Linked DNA regions of Mus musculus: region 1 is linked to region 2. The links are chromatin contacts, called in public Hi-C maps. All regions are on one chromosome and are shown on one strand. Each heading gives the region's core, a stretch centred on a gene start, on an enhancer-like site or on the middle of the called end of the contact. The rest is flanking DNA. Distances are from core to core; before and after follow the strand shown.

Evidence for each region. A called contact is a pair of places that touch in the nucleus more often than the background predicts.
Region 1: a Hi-C map of cerebellum shows a contact between it and region 2, with 1.9 times the contacts expected there. The contact joins two enhancer-like sites. A contact is called at or near these places in 4 of 484 Hi-C or Micro-C datasets (cerebellar granule neurons, cerebellum, cortical neurons and 1 more).

The regions. Positions count from the first base shown.
Region 1 is chr17:68,839,216-68,845,008 of GRCm38.p6, reverse strand. It overlaps Tmem200c (transmembrane protein 200C), which reads right to left. Exons shown (of 2, transcript NM_001206661.1): 2 at 1,871-4,685. The coding sequence starts at 4,585. The coding sequence ends at 2,672. Among named protein-coding and RNA genes, the nearest start is that of Tmem200c, 5.0 kb to the right of the region's middle. Within about 2 kb of position 3,493, at least 84 of the 459 cell types and tissues checked have an H3K27ac peak or open chromatin away from gene starts, as enhancers often do. A contact at or near this core is called in cerebellum, where this site is marked.
Region 2 is chr17:68,707,086-68,713,004 of GRCm38.p6, reverse strand. The region is part of intron 18 of L3mbtl4 (L3MBTL4 histone methyl-lysine binding protein); the gene reads right to left. Among named protein-coding and RNA genes, the nearest start is that of Tmem200c, 130 kb to the left of the region's middle. Within about 2 kb of position 2,039, at least 5 of the 459 cell types and tissues checked have an H3K27ac peak or open chromatin away from gene starts, as enhancers often do. A contact at or near this core is called in cerebellum, where this site is marked.

The sequences.
Region 1 (5,793 bases), core at 2,244-4,743, 130 kb before region 2:
TGTAAATCTTTGTAAAACCTTTACAACTGACCATATCTAAAGCCCTGGGCAAGCCCTCCATCCTTTGACTTCAGGCTGTTTCTCTGTGGTCAGGAAGTAGAGCTGCCACGCAGGTTCATTGATCTTATATATGAAGCTGGGAGATAAATACATGGACCTCAGTAAATAGTAAGAAAAAATTAGCATGGCTATTGCAGATTTGTTCTCTATAGTTGTTAAGGCTGTGAATCACCACAGGACATACAGAGTAGCACTTGATATTGAGCTAGGTTAGGTTGCTTAAGGATTTAACTTCAGGAGGCCTCTATATGAAATTAACATGGGCAATTAGTGTTTATGTAAAATGATCCAAATAATTAACCCATCAGTATGAGTAACTGCAGTCAGTCAGTCATTTAGGCTGAATTTTCTGGTTTGCAGGGGAATTTTTTATTCTGCCCATCCCTCCTTAGTTAAGCTAAGAGAGAATAACTTTATAATTTGTTATATGTTCTGGGGACTGGAAACAGCACTGAAAAATATCCAGGCCTTTTTTTTTTTTTTTTTTTTTTTTTTTTTTTGGTTAACTTTTAAATAACATACTCTCTAACAGTAGAATGAATGAAGATACAATGATGGGGGAGGGGTGTTGTACTTGTTTGTCTCTCTCATCTGTTAGAAACTCACTTTTGCTTTATAGAAAAGCTCAATAAATTAATCCAGAGACTCAAGTTATTAGCTTAGTGTGTATAGTTTGAGGAAACATTAGGTCCATTTAAATTTCATTACAGAAAGTTATATGGAAGTTTATGGAGCATATCTTTTGCTAAGTTGTGTGTACAAATATAAGATTGTATCCAGCATAAACCCAATACCCTGAATTTAAGTTAAGCTCTTAGAGCTGAAGGGGATCACAAAGATTACATCGTTCACCAGAGGCCCAAAAGGATTAAGAGATTTGTCTGTGTTTCTGCAGATAATGAATAACCACCCCAGATTGCAGAAGCCCCTGGGTGGGGCCTGGCCTTCTGCTGCAGCGGGCAGAAGATACATCACAAGGGTAGACATAATGACAATAGCCCCTGGGATAAATTGTATCTCTTCAGAAATTCCACTAGAGACTGTGCTCTAAGCCTGGCTTCTGCTCTCCCTCTCAGCTGTGTAGTAGCTTCCTTTAGAGCTTTGTGGCTCTTGTTAACCTCATCTTACAGATCTGAGGGCAGAGGTCTGTTTGTCTGCCCTTAAGAGTTCCACAGCTAGCAAATGCCATGAGATCCTTCTATCCCAAATCCATGTACCTTCTGCAGCATGGCGCGAGGAGCCATACGAGCACATCTGTCACCAGGTTTTCTTTAAAAGCAGTGGTTATGTCTTAGGCCATGAAGTCGCAGGTCACACTCCAAAGAAGAAGGAGCAGTACTGTAAATTGTTTTGTTTTCTGGCCTTGAAAACTGGCTAGCTGACAGATTGTGAACTATTTCAGAATTATTATAGCATGACTGTGTGGCTTATGTCAGCCAGAGATGCAGGAACATGGACCCCAAATCAAAATCAAATAGAGAAACATTCATGGGTGGGAAGGGAGTTTTTAAGCCTGGCATCCCTGTAATTTAAACTTCAGGTTAACTACAAGTATTATAGAAAAAAATATACTACTTATTCAAAGAAATACACAGGGGTCACATGCTTGCCTCTGTCTTCAAGTTAAAAACATACTGGAAATGGGTTGGCTGGCTCACTCACACCTTCACAGACGACCCTCTGTCACTCTGGGAGAAGGTGACTACAGTCTGAACAGGCAAATATTATATTTTGGATTTAGGAGAGAAATTGTTAGGGGCTTCCTGTGCTCTAGAACCACGAGAGCTCAAGCAAAATGAGGCGATATTATGTTTAACTGTTTGGGAACTTTTTATTAAAAAAAGACTTTAAATATTAATGTTATTTTCCATACAAGTGTGATAATACTCAGTAATGCATGGTGTACTTGGTCTTGTGAGTTTAAGAATGTCACAATCCAGTGTAGTTGCTGGCGCCCTCTGGTCTTCACATACCCTGGTAGCAAAATTCAAATATCCCTTTTAAAAAATAGAATCCTTTGGACAGCTGTAGATAAGCGTGGGGTGAGGCAAGGGGGCCCTCGTTCCCGAATACTCATGCTTTGGGGCTTTGACTCCACCTAGAAAGTTCAATTCTAAGAGAATTGACACAAACTCTTCTAGACTCTGCAAGAGGGCAGAAATAAAAAGCTTGTTATTCCTTTACAAGCAGCTACGGATGAAGTCAGCAGCAGAGTCCAGGAGCGAGGGAAGCTGGGCGGGGCTGGACAAAGAAAAATAGGAGTAAAGTACAGAGTTACTGTCAAAAATATATTATTTTGATCCTAAGAAAATTAAGAGAGTTTCATCTAATGAACTAGATTGTGATCTTTTAATACATTTGGTTTTCATCGAACGTACAATCACCATCGGACGTAAAAAGACGACTTTGTTTCTTTAAAAAAAATTGCTTGAGTTATCTACAGGAAGCTTGTGAACGTAATTCAAGGATAATATTCTGCAGCTCTTTGGATATTGAATGGTTTCCTCGGACCTGTCCACAGGGGAATCGGGGTAGGGTGGGTGGGTGGGGCTTTTAATGCAGAGTCCAGTGGGACTCTACCAGCGTGTCTCCTTTCCCTGTCCCGCCCTCCCTAGTTGGAAGACTTTTTCAATTCGGGGTCTTCTACTCCTGGGGTGTGAGACCTGGAAATGAGGAAGAGTTTCTCCTTGTTTGTAAACTGCCTCTGCACAGACAGAGGCTCCGCCCTAGTTGGCCCTGGACTGGGACCCTCGGGGGAGCTGTGCTCAGTACTGGGATCTGTAACATCCTCACAGTCTAGCCTTTTCTTGGCCACCACATCCACGACCGACTCTACAGAGGTGTCAGCCTCCCTCAGGGGGGTGTAGCCCTTATTGCTGCTGGACTGGTCATCCGACTGAGAACTGTGGGAATCCCGCCGGACGCGGGGCGAGTCCTCCTCGGGGCGCAGAGGGAGCGAGGGCGTGGCGGCTGTAGCAGAGGGGCCTGAGTCCAGGTTCTCTGCGCTCGAGGAGGGTGGGGGCTCGGGCGACGGTGGAGCCCGATAGTCCGGGAGCCCACTGGTGCTGCGGCGCCGCCAGGCCGCGTACCTGCGGGTCCTGGGCAAGCGGCCGCCCTGCCCCCTGGCGGTGCGTGCTGTCTTCGCGCCCTCGGGCTCCCCGGGCTCGCAGGAAGCCCAGCGCGCTCCTCCCTCGGCTCCCCGGAGGTCGGTCAGGCTCAGGTCCAGTTCTCCCCTGGGGAGATCCCGGGAGCCGCGTTCCCCGGGAGGTCTATGCCAGCTGCAGCTTGCGCCCTCCGAGTCCCCGTCTCTGTCCCGATCCCCTTGCAAGGGCAACAGGGCGAAGGCGCTCAGCGAGGAGCCCACGAGGGAGCTGGTGGTGCTCTGGCGCCCCCAACTCCCGGTTGGGCTGCAGGGCGCCGGGCTGCTGCCGCCGCTGGCAGCCGCGGTGACAGTGGCAGTGGCCGCAGCCACCGCGGCAACTGTGGTCCGGCGATGGCCAGCCCTACTGGAGCGCTCGCGGTAGATGCTGTACACGGCCTCTGTCAGACTTGGGGGCTCCCGTGGACAGCGCGGAGATGAAGCCAGGTCCGGCGGGGACCCTGCCTCCTGAGTCTCACCGCTGCCTCCGTCCAGCCCAGTGGGGTGGGGCCATGAACCCCTGGCCAGCATTGCAGCAGCCCCAAAGGCGTCCGCAGAGCCCGCGCAGCTGCCTGGCTTCAGCTCCAGGCCTCGAGATTGCACGTAGCTGAGAAAGCCATTGAGCGGCGCTGCCCCGTGGGACGCGGAGCCGGGGGCAGCCGCGGAGGAGGAAGCCGCAGCCGCGGCGGCCGCAGCAGCAGCTGCTGCCAGATCTTTGGCGCGGAGACTGTGCACGTCGATGACAGTGGAATAGAGGTCCCGCAGGTTGATGATCTTAGTTTTTTTGTCCCTGTTCTCATGGAGCACCGCGTTGGCGCAAATGAAGAGGAAGATGCCTATACCCATGATGAGGGGCCCGAAGACCTTTAGCTTGTCTGAGTGCAAGTAGCCTGAGAAGATTCGGAAGAAGAAGCCCACCGACGTGGAGGAGGAAGAGGAAGAGGAAGAGGAAGAGGAAGAGGAGGTGGCTGCAGATCTTGCAGGAGGCGGACTCCAGGGCCCGCCCACAGAACTGGAGTTGGCACCCCCTGGGGTCCCAGAGTGGCTCTTGGCTGGGTTTTTGTTGCCATTGCTGCTGTTGCTGATGGCCCCAATGCGATGGCTACTGCCCACAGGCAGTAACTGCTTGCTCCCACCTCTGTTGGCGGCGTTGGCTTTTGGCCAGTAGCCCACCACGGCCATGGCTATGCCCACCAATAGCACTAGGATCCCACAAAGGGCAATGAGCCCCGAGATGGAGCACAGCTTCAGTTTGCCTTTCACCACCACCACGTCGTTTTTACGCCTCTTCTTGGCTTTCCTCTTGCGCTTAGGGACCTGGCTGGGGGGCCGGAGAGGATCCTGCTTTCTCGCAGATATTCTCAGTAGGCCACCGGTGGCGATCATGGTGAACTGGTGGAATGCAAGGCTAGCCCGTAGGGCTGCTGCGGCTGAAGCTTGTGTGGGGGGAGCGCCAGCTGCCCACTAGCTGCTTGGTCACCTCCTCCTGCGCAAAGTAGAGGAACACAGTCAGAGGGTGCTGGGCTTGGCTGCCGGAAACCGCCCACGTGCCAGGATTGCCCCTGCCCCTGGATGGAACTCCAGGTGTGTCTCCACCCCCACCCCAAAGCTGTGTACACAAATCAAAGACCAGTTTGTGCGATGGAAAGAAACGGTGGTTTGAACCAGTTTGAGAAAAACTTTCCTCTCTCCCCATCCCATCCCCCACATGTTCCAAGACCCTCTATCTGAAAGCTTCCTGGCTGGCAGCCAGTGGGAGCCCTGACATACTTGTAAATCCTGTGGATGTGGAGACTCAAAAGTAATGTTTGAGGACTTTCTTGGTCAGAGCCTTTCCCCATACCCTACCCCTGCCTCTCACTGCAATGGAAAAGTTTCCCAAAGCAGGGGCCTCTGGTGTACCAGGCCTCTGAGCCAGGACATTTGCCCAAGTGGGGCCCAAAGTCACCAAACAGTTCTTGAAAGTTACTACTGTATAAAAAGAAAGGAATTTAGTTCCCAGGATGAGAGCGAAACGCCACACACGCACGGACAGGGTGGCTGACTTCAGATGACTGACACTGTTCATCGCCCAGAAAATCTAAGAGATATTACTTCAATACCAGCAACAGATCTTTCCACAAAGTTGCCTCGCGGCTACTCAAATCCTGGACCACTAGGCACGCAGGGGCTTCTCCCGATCCTCTCATCTCAACTTTGCAACATCTGGACAGCTTCTTGGTATGGAATATTTCCTTTTAGGTAATTGTTATGTAACCCAGCTCTTCCTCTGGCTTTCTCTCCTCCCCTGGAGGAACTCCCTTTAAAGGTATCTTGTGCTAGATTTCATCAGGGGATATGAGAAGTCCTCTGGACTCTCCCCAAGAAAGACCTTTCTCTTGTGTGGGAAAATGACAATATTAGAAAATTCGACCACAGTAGCTTTCTGACCCTTGATTAATATACCAACAGTATTCTACAGAACCCAAGTATTCAAATGAATAGGCAATTACCTAGGTAAAGCAGTCCTCATAATGATGATTTATAGGAAGGCATTTCCACAAAGAAAAGCTGTTTTCTCCATCCTTTCTCAGGAGGTCATTTTAGGGGTGGGG
Region 2 (5,919 bases), core at 790-3,289:
TGTGACCATCACAGAAGATAGGTACCTGCTTGAGGTAGTCAGGGCCAGCCAAGACCAAACATAGCTTAGAACAAAATGTGGGAAGTCTCTGCATTCCAAGGTTTATAAATGGGATAACGAATAATGAATGGGTTATCTTTAGGGCAGGAAACAGACCATGTTCCAGAGAAGACAAAGGACTCTTTGGAGTGTTTCGGTGTGTAGCTGAAGCCATGATGAATGTGGATGACCCACTTACTGAAATGGTACCATTGTTGCAATTAAGTCTTTTTGTTAAAAGGAAGAGAAAATCTTTCCAGGTCAGGTGCCAGAGCCTCGGAGGAGGATGGCTGTTTCGGGTTCATCCTGCAGGCACTGATCCCAAGTACAAATCTCTGTTCTTATCTTAACCGTGCACTCATATCTCTGTTTAGCTACAGTTCAAATCTCTTTTGGGCCATTTCACATAGAGGCTGTGACTTTTTATTCTCTTACTGTTCCCTAGGGAGTATTTTGGTGTCTTCAACACAAATACTTTTTTTTTTTTTTGCAGAATATATCAGTGGCCAGGAAAAGGCAGGGAAGAGCATATTCAGGGAGAACCAACCAGCTGTTGTTCTCTATGTTTTATCAGGTACAGTGGGGTGTGGTCTTGAGGGCTCCTCTTTCTCCTAAATAAGTGCCTTTGTATATATCACCACCTAAAAACTACTGTGTTCTTCCTGCCATTCCACAAAAATATTTATTAAAATTTAGTCAATCATGAAGAATAAGAAGTAACCAGGAAAAACAAGCAACCAACCAAACAAACAAAAAACAAAACAAAACAAAAAACAAACAAAACAAAACAACCAGCTATGATACAGCTCTTAGGTGAAACATGCTCTAAGGGGAATTAGTTAGCAAGAGACAAGTTCACTAGGATTTGTCAAGTGGGCATTATCTATGATAACCAAATAGAACAGGGAAGGCTCCTAACTCAGACCAGAGTCCTACTACTTCTGCCTAATCTGATATGGTGGTTTAAATATGGTTGGCCCAGGGAGTGGCACTCTTTGGAGGTGTGGCCTTGTTAGAGTAAGTGTGGTCTTGTTGAAGGAAGTGTGTCACTGTGGGGGTGGACTTTGATAACCTTCTCCTAGCTTTCTGGAAGTAGTCTTCTCCTGTCTGCCTTTAGAACAAGATATAGAACTCTCAGCTATGCCAGCACCATGCCTTCCTGGTCCCTGCCATGTTTCTTGCCTTGAGGATAATGGACTGAGCCTCTGAAACTGTAAGTCAGCCCCAACTAAATATCCTTTATAAGAGTTGCCTTAGTCATGGTGTCTCTTCACAGCAATGGAAACCCTAATTATGACATCTGAAAAGCTAAGACTTGGAGTGTGGACCGCTAAGCAGAGGGGAGGGGGCAAGTGAGAGCAGCAGGCCTAAGAAAGTGATGTGAAGAGCAGGCTGGAGAGAGGCTGGGTGGGGAGAGAGGCATAGGGCAGAGGGCGTGGCAGAGCTCTATCTGAACTAGTGTCTGGGAGTGAGGCCTGCAGCCCTGCTGGGCTATGTAGGTGGCAGGACAACCCTAGTCTACTGTTTAAAATTGGCAAAAATGATAGAAGAGAGCAACAAAAGCTTTTAACGTGACCAGCAGAGGACTATGTCTTTCTCCTCCTTGGAAAAACATTGTAAAATCTGGAATTGAAGGAAAGGCATAAAATGGTTTAGATGAAAATGAAAACAGACACCCTCGGCTTCCTGGCAATCAAAAAAATGTCTCAGGAAGGGACAGTTCGAGGAATGCCACCCTACAGCTTCCTTAGATAAGAGGAAACCAGTCTACTCTTGATACTGGTAGTGAGTCATGGAGCAGCAGCTGTGGAATTTTATTTACTGTTCTAGAATTTACACTGTAATTTTAAATTATAAATACATGTTATGTCACCAAACACTAGTGTCTGCCTGGCACATTTTCTGAATTATGCCAGGCAACGAATTAAGGGCAGGACATGAAGCTGAAGACAGTGTGTGTCCTGGCCCTGAAAACTGCCAATTATGCGAGAGGCCAGACCTGGAGAGGAGCCCGTCATGGCAGCACCTGGAGTGTTGGGTAGTGGGATGAAGGGAAAGGAACAATTATTCCTGAGCTCAGGAACTGGAAAAGAATAGAAGCTTAAACAATAGGCGAATGTGGAGTGCACTGCAGTTAGTGTGTTCTGGCCCGACTCCAGCCACCCCCACTGAATTAGACTCTCTGGAAACAGGTTTAGGGTGAAGCCTAAGCAATGCCTAGGATTTCAGCAGCTGGAGGATAAAGGAAAGAGGAGAACATGTGAGATGCAGACATGTATGACAGATGGCAGAGTCCTGAAGCAGAAGGGGAGACTATAAAGTCAGCCTGAGATCCACTGGAGGAGGAGCCTGACTTGAGCTATACAAATCAATTACAGAATTATAAACATACATATTCGTCTGCCTCTGTTTCCACAGTGCCATAGTGGCAGTGACTTGGGTAGGGCTGGAAATGCTGTGAGCTCTGATATAAATGCTATTCGGGTACCTGATTCTGAAGCACACCAAGGACCCATTGCTGTACACAGAGGTCTACATTCCAGTCATGATACAAAGGTTGGGCAGTTAGTACCAACTATTAATGACTTCAGTGGTCCTAACTTAGATGTTTCACATGCACATGTAATGGGAACAGCTGTTCATGTCAAATGATTAAAACCTAGCCATTTCCCTCCTACCCAGAACTCCAAGGGTCCGTGGGTATATATACACCACACACCTGAACAGGAGGAGTTCTTAGATAACTGGGTAAATGTTTGGAGAATGTCAAACCAATTACATGACTGTGCTGTACGCTCAGCAAGACTTAAGATTTGGTAGAAAACTGGAAAACACGGTGTTTGACTAGTCCAATATTAAAAATAGAAATGGGATTCTAGCAAAGTTGCCTGATGGTAAGCAAGGATATGAATAAAAACCTTGTCACAGGCACCTAGACAAACTGAAATAAATCTGACAACATTCTGAAAGGCATGCCAAAGTACCTGACTCTTAGAATTAAAGAATTGAGATACTTTGTATAACCAGCACTATAGAGACTAGATTTACGGGACATATCTTTTCCCAGGGTGCTAAAAATACATTGATATCTTCTGATCAGGGTTATAATAATGTATTTTCAAAAGCATTTCTGCCATGTGGAATTCAGCCACATATGCTGTTATTTTTGTATGTTTATTTCTTTGCTTTTAAATCTAAAGTTGAGTGTCCAAGGGTGGTAAAGTTGAGGAACAGGGAAGAAGTTTATTACATCAGATTATAAAGAATATAAATTGTAGATGAATCAAGACACTCTATGAATTAGTAATCTAATTTTCTAATGCAGAAAAGCAATAGAGCAAAGAATTCCCCCAGGTTGGAGTTTAAGGGGTTTTGCAATATGAAGTTTCTCCATGTGTTCTTAACCATTTATTACAGTTTAATAGAGACAAGGGATCTATGACCTATGAGACTCTAGGGATTTCCATCTCTTGACTCAGGCTGAAGTTTGTAATTTTATAATAGGTTCTATTTCTCTCATTCATCTTCATGTATATTCAAGAATGGGCAAAGAGCTTCAAATTCACTCGGGGGATAAAGTAGCTTTTGTGGTTTGGACATCTGCTAAGCCCTCTGCTTCCTGTACATGCCACTTAAGCTACTCTTTTGACTCCTCCACACAGGTTTGTCGAGGGTTACGCTCTCCCTTCTCTTCTTTTTCTTCCTTTCTTTCCCCCTCCTTTTCCTCCTTCTTCTCCTACTTGTCTCCTTTCTCTTCTTCCACTTCTTTCTTTCTTTCCTTCCTCTCTTCTTCCTCCTCTTCTTTCTTTCCTTCTCCTCCTCCTTTGAGAATTTTATACATGAGCACTGTATTTATACCATTTCCACTCCTCCCTCCAACTACCCCTGCAACTCCCCTTCTGTCACCGCCATCCCACCTCAAATTCATGACCTCTAAATAATTACTAGTAAATACACATAGCTAACACACACACACATGTATGCACACATCCACTTACAGACAATCCACTGAGGTCACTGACTGTAGCTCATAGACACACACATTTAGGGATGACTAGCTGGAACTGGAGGACCTTTTAGTGGGATCTTCCCTGGGGGAAAAACTGCATCTTCCTCTTTCAACACCCATTTATTGCCTGTCTCTTATCACCTAGGGATGGAGCTTGAGAAATTCCCTCACCCTCATGGGCCCATTGACTGCTGTGGTCATAATGCAGGGCTTGTTTGGGCTCCTAGACTTCATGTTGTTGAGATCCGATGTGTGCAACATTCCTGCCATGCAGAGAAGATGTTCTCTTTTAAATTCCTCCTTGGGCCTTCCATAGTTAACCACTGTCTGCTCTACACTAACTTGGATTTTGTATATATTTCTATGACTATGCTTATGATAAATATCTTTTACTTATAAAATATAAGGGTATATGCCTTTCTATGCATCTATAGTCTCAAGCAGCACAATTTATTCCATCGAACTTTATTCCATATTCCATGATGGTCACCATAGGTTTGAACACGCGTGGTGTGACTCCTGCCCTCATGATGCATTGGCTCTCTATGAAGAGTAGAGAAGTAAACTCTGATGAAAACAATGTAAATAAAGGCCAGGGCTGGGCGAGCAGGTTTGAGTTGGAAGAACAGATGTCCACAATCCAGTGGAGAGGAGAGGAGGAGGGGTGGTGACAGCAGAAGGGAAAGAGGTATCCATGCTGAGGGTGAAGGGTGATTCTGAGGCAGCCAGGCATAGAGTGGATGGGAGCTAAGAGCAGAGGATGTACCAGAGATAAGGAAGCTGAAAACAGAAGAGGGAGGGCGACAAATCCAAAGGAGGGCTGTGGATAAGGGGCTGGAGACAGTATCAGGAGGGTCTTTGAAAGCCTATTATTTGAGGCATCCAGGAAGACCAAGAACTTGACAGTAAATGGAGAAGATGCCACTTTAAAGAAACTTCAGCTGCTAAGGGGAATGGAATGGAAGGACTTTGACCACATTTAAGGGCAGTGCCATCCTATAGTCGAAGTGAGGGGCTGGGATCTGCCATAAGGAATGGAGGCACACGCAGTGAAGAGATCAGGATTCAATAGGCTTGGTTTCTGATCAGCTCTAAGAGGTGAGGAAGGAAGATTTAAGGTGATCTATGCTACACAACCTTCTGTGTGACAAGTTCCACAGACTGAGGCAGTTGACCTCAAAAGGGGGAGGCCTCCTGGAACCTGTTGTAGAACTCTTCACTGGAGAAAAATTCTTGAGTCGTAGTTCTCATGGTCATCTATCTGTTTTATTTTCTCTTATTCCTTTTCTTATTTACATGTTCCTGGTAGCCTAGGCCAAGGTCTTAAGCATGAATAATGGGTAAGAAACCATCCCTTGAGATGGGGTCACTAATATTAATTATCCCCAGGGAAACCAACACTTTACTTTTTAAATCATTTATAAAACTATTATGATAGATAAAAGCTTTTCCAACAATAAAATTTCATATGGCTACACGTGTGTCATTTGGAGGTAGGTTTTAGTATATGGTAAAGAAAGCCTTAATTAGAAAGAATTAAAATAGTTTAAATTTATGTGTTAAAGATTTATAAAAATCAGGCTTTAGATGTTAAATACTAATTGACCATATAGGGCTGGAAAGTTAGCTCAGTGGTTAGGAGCATTGACCATAAAGATTTATTAACCCGCTCTTGGAAATATGCCACTAGCCTTGGATGGCTGCCCTACTGAATACATTGTTTTAGAATTGTTATATTTTGATGATTTTTATTTATAACGATGTTACCTGTTCTGTTTGTGATCCACTGAATATATAGTTTCAGAATTATAATGCTTGGATGATTTTTGTGCTTTACTAGGCCAAATGATTTTTGTGGGTATTTGTGATTG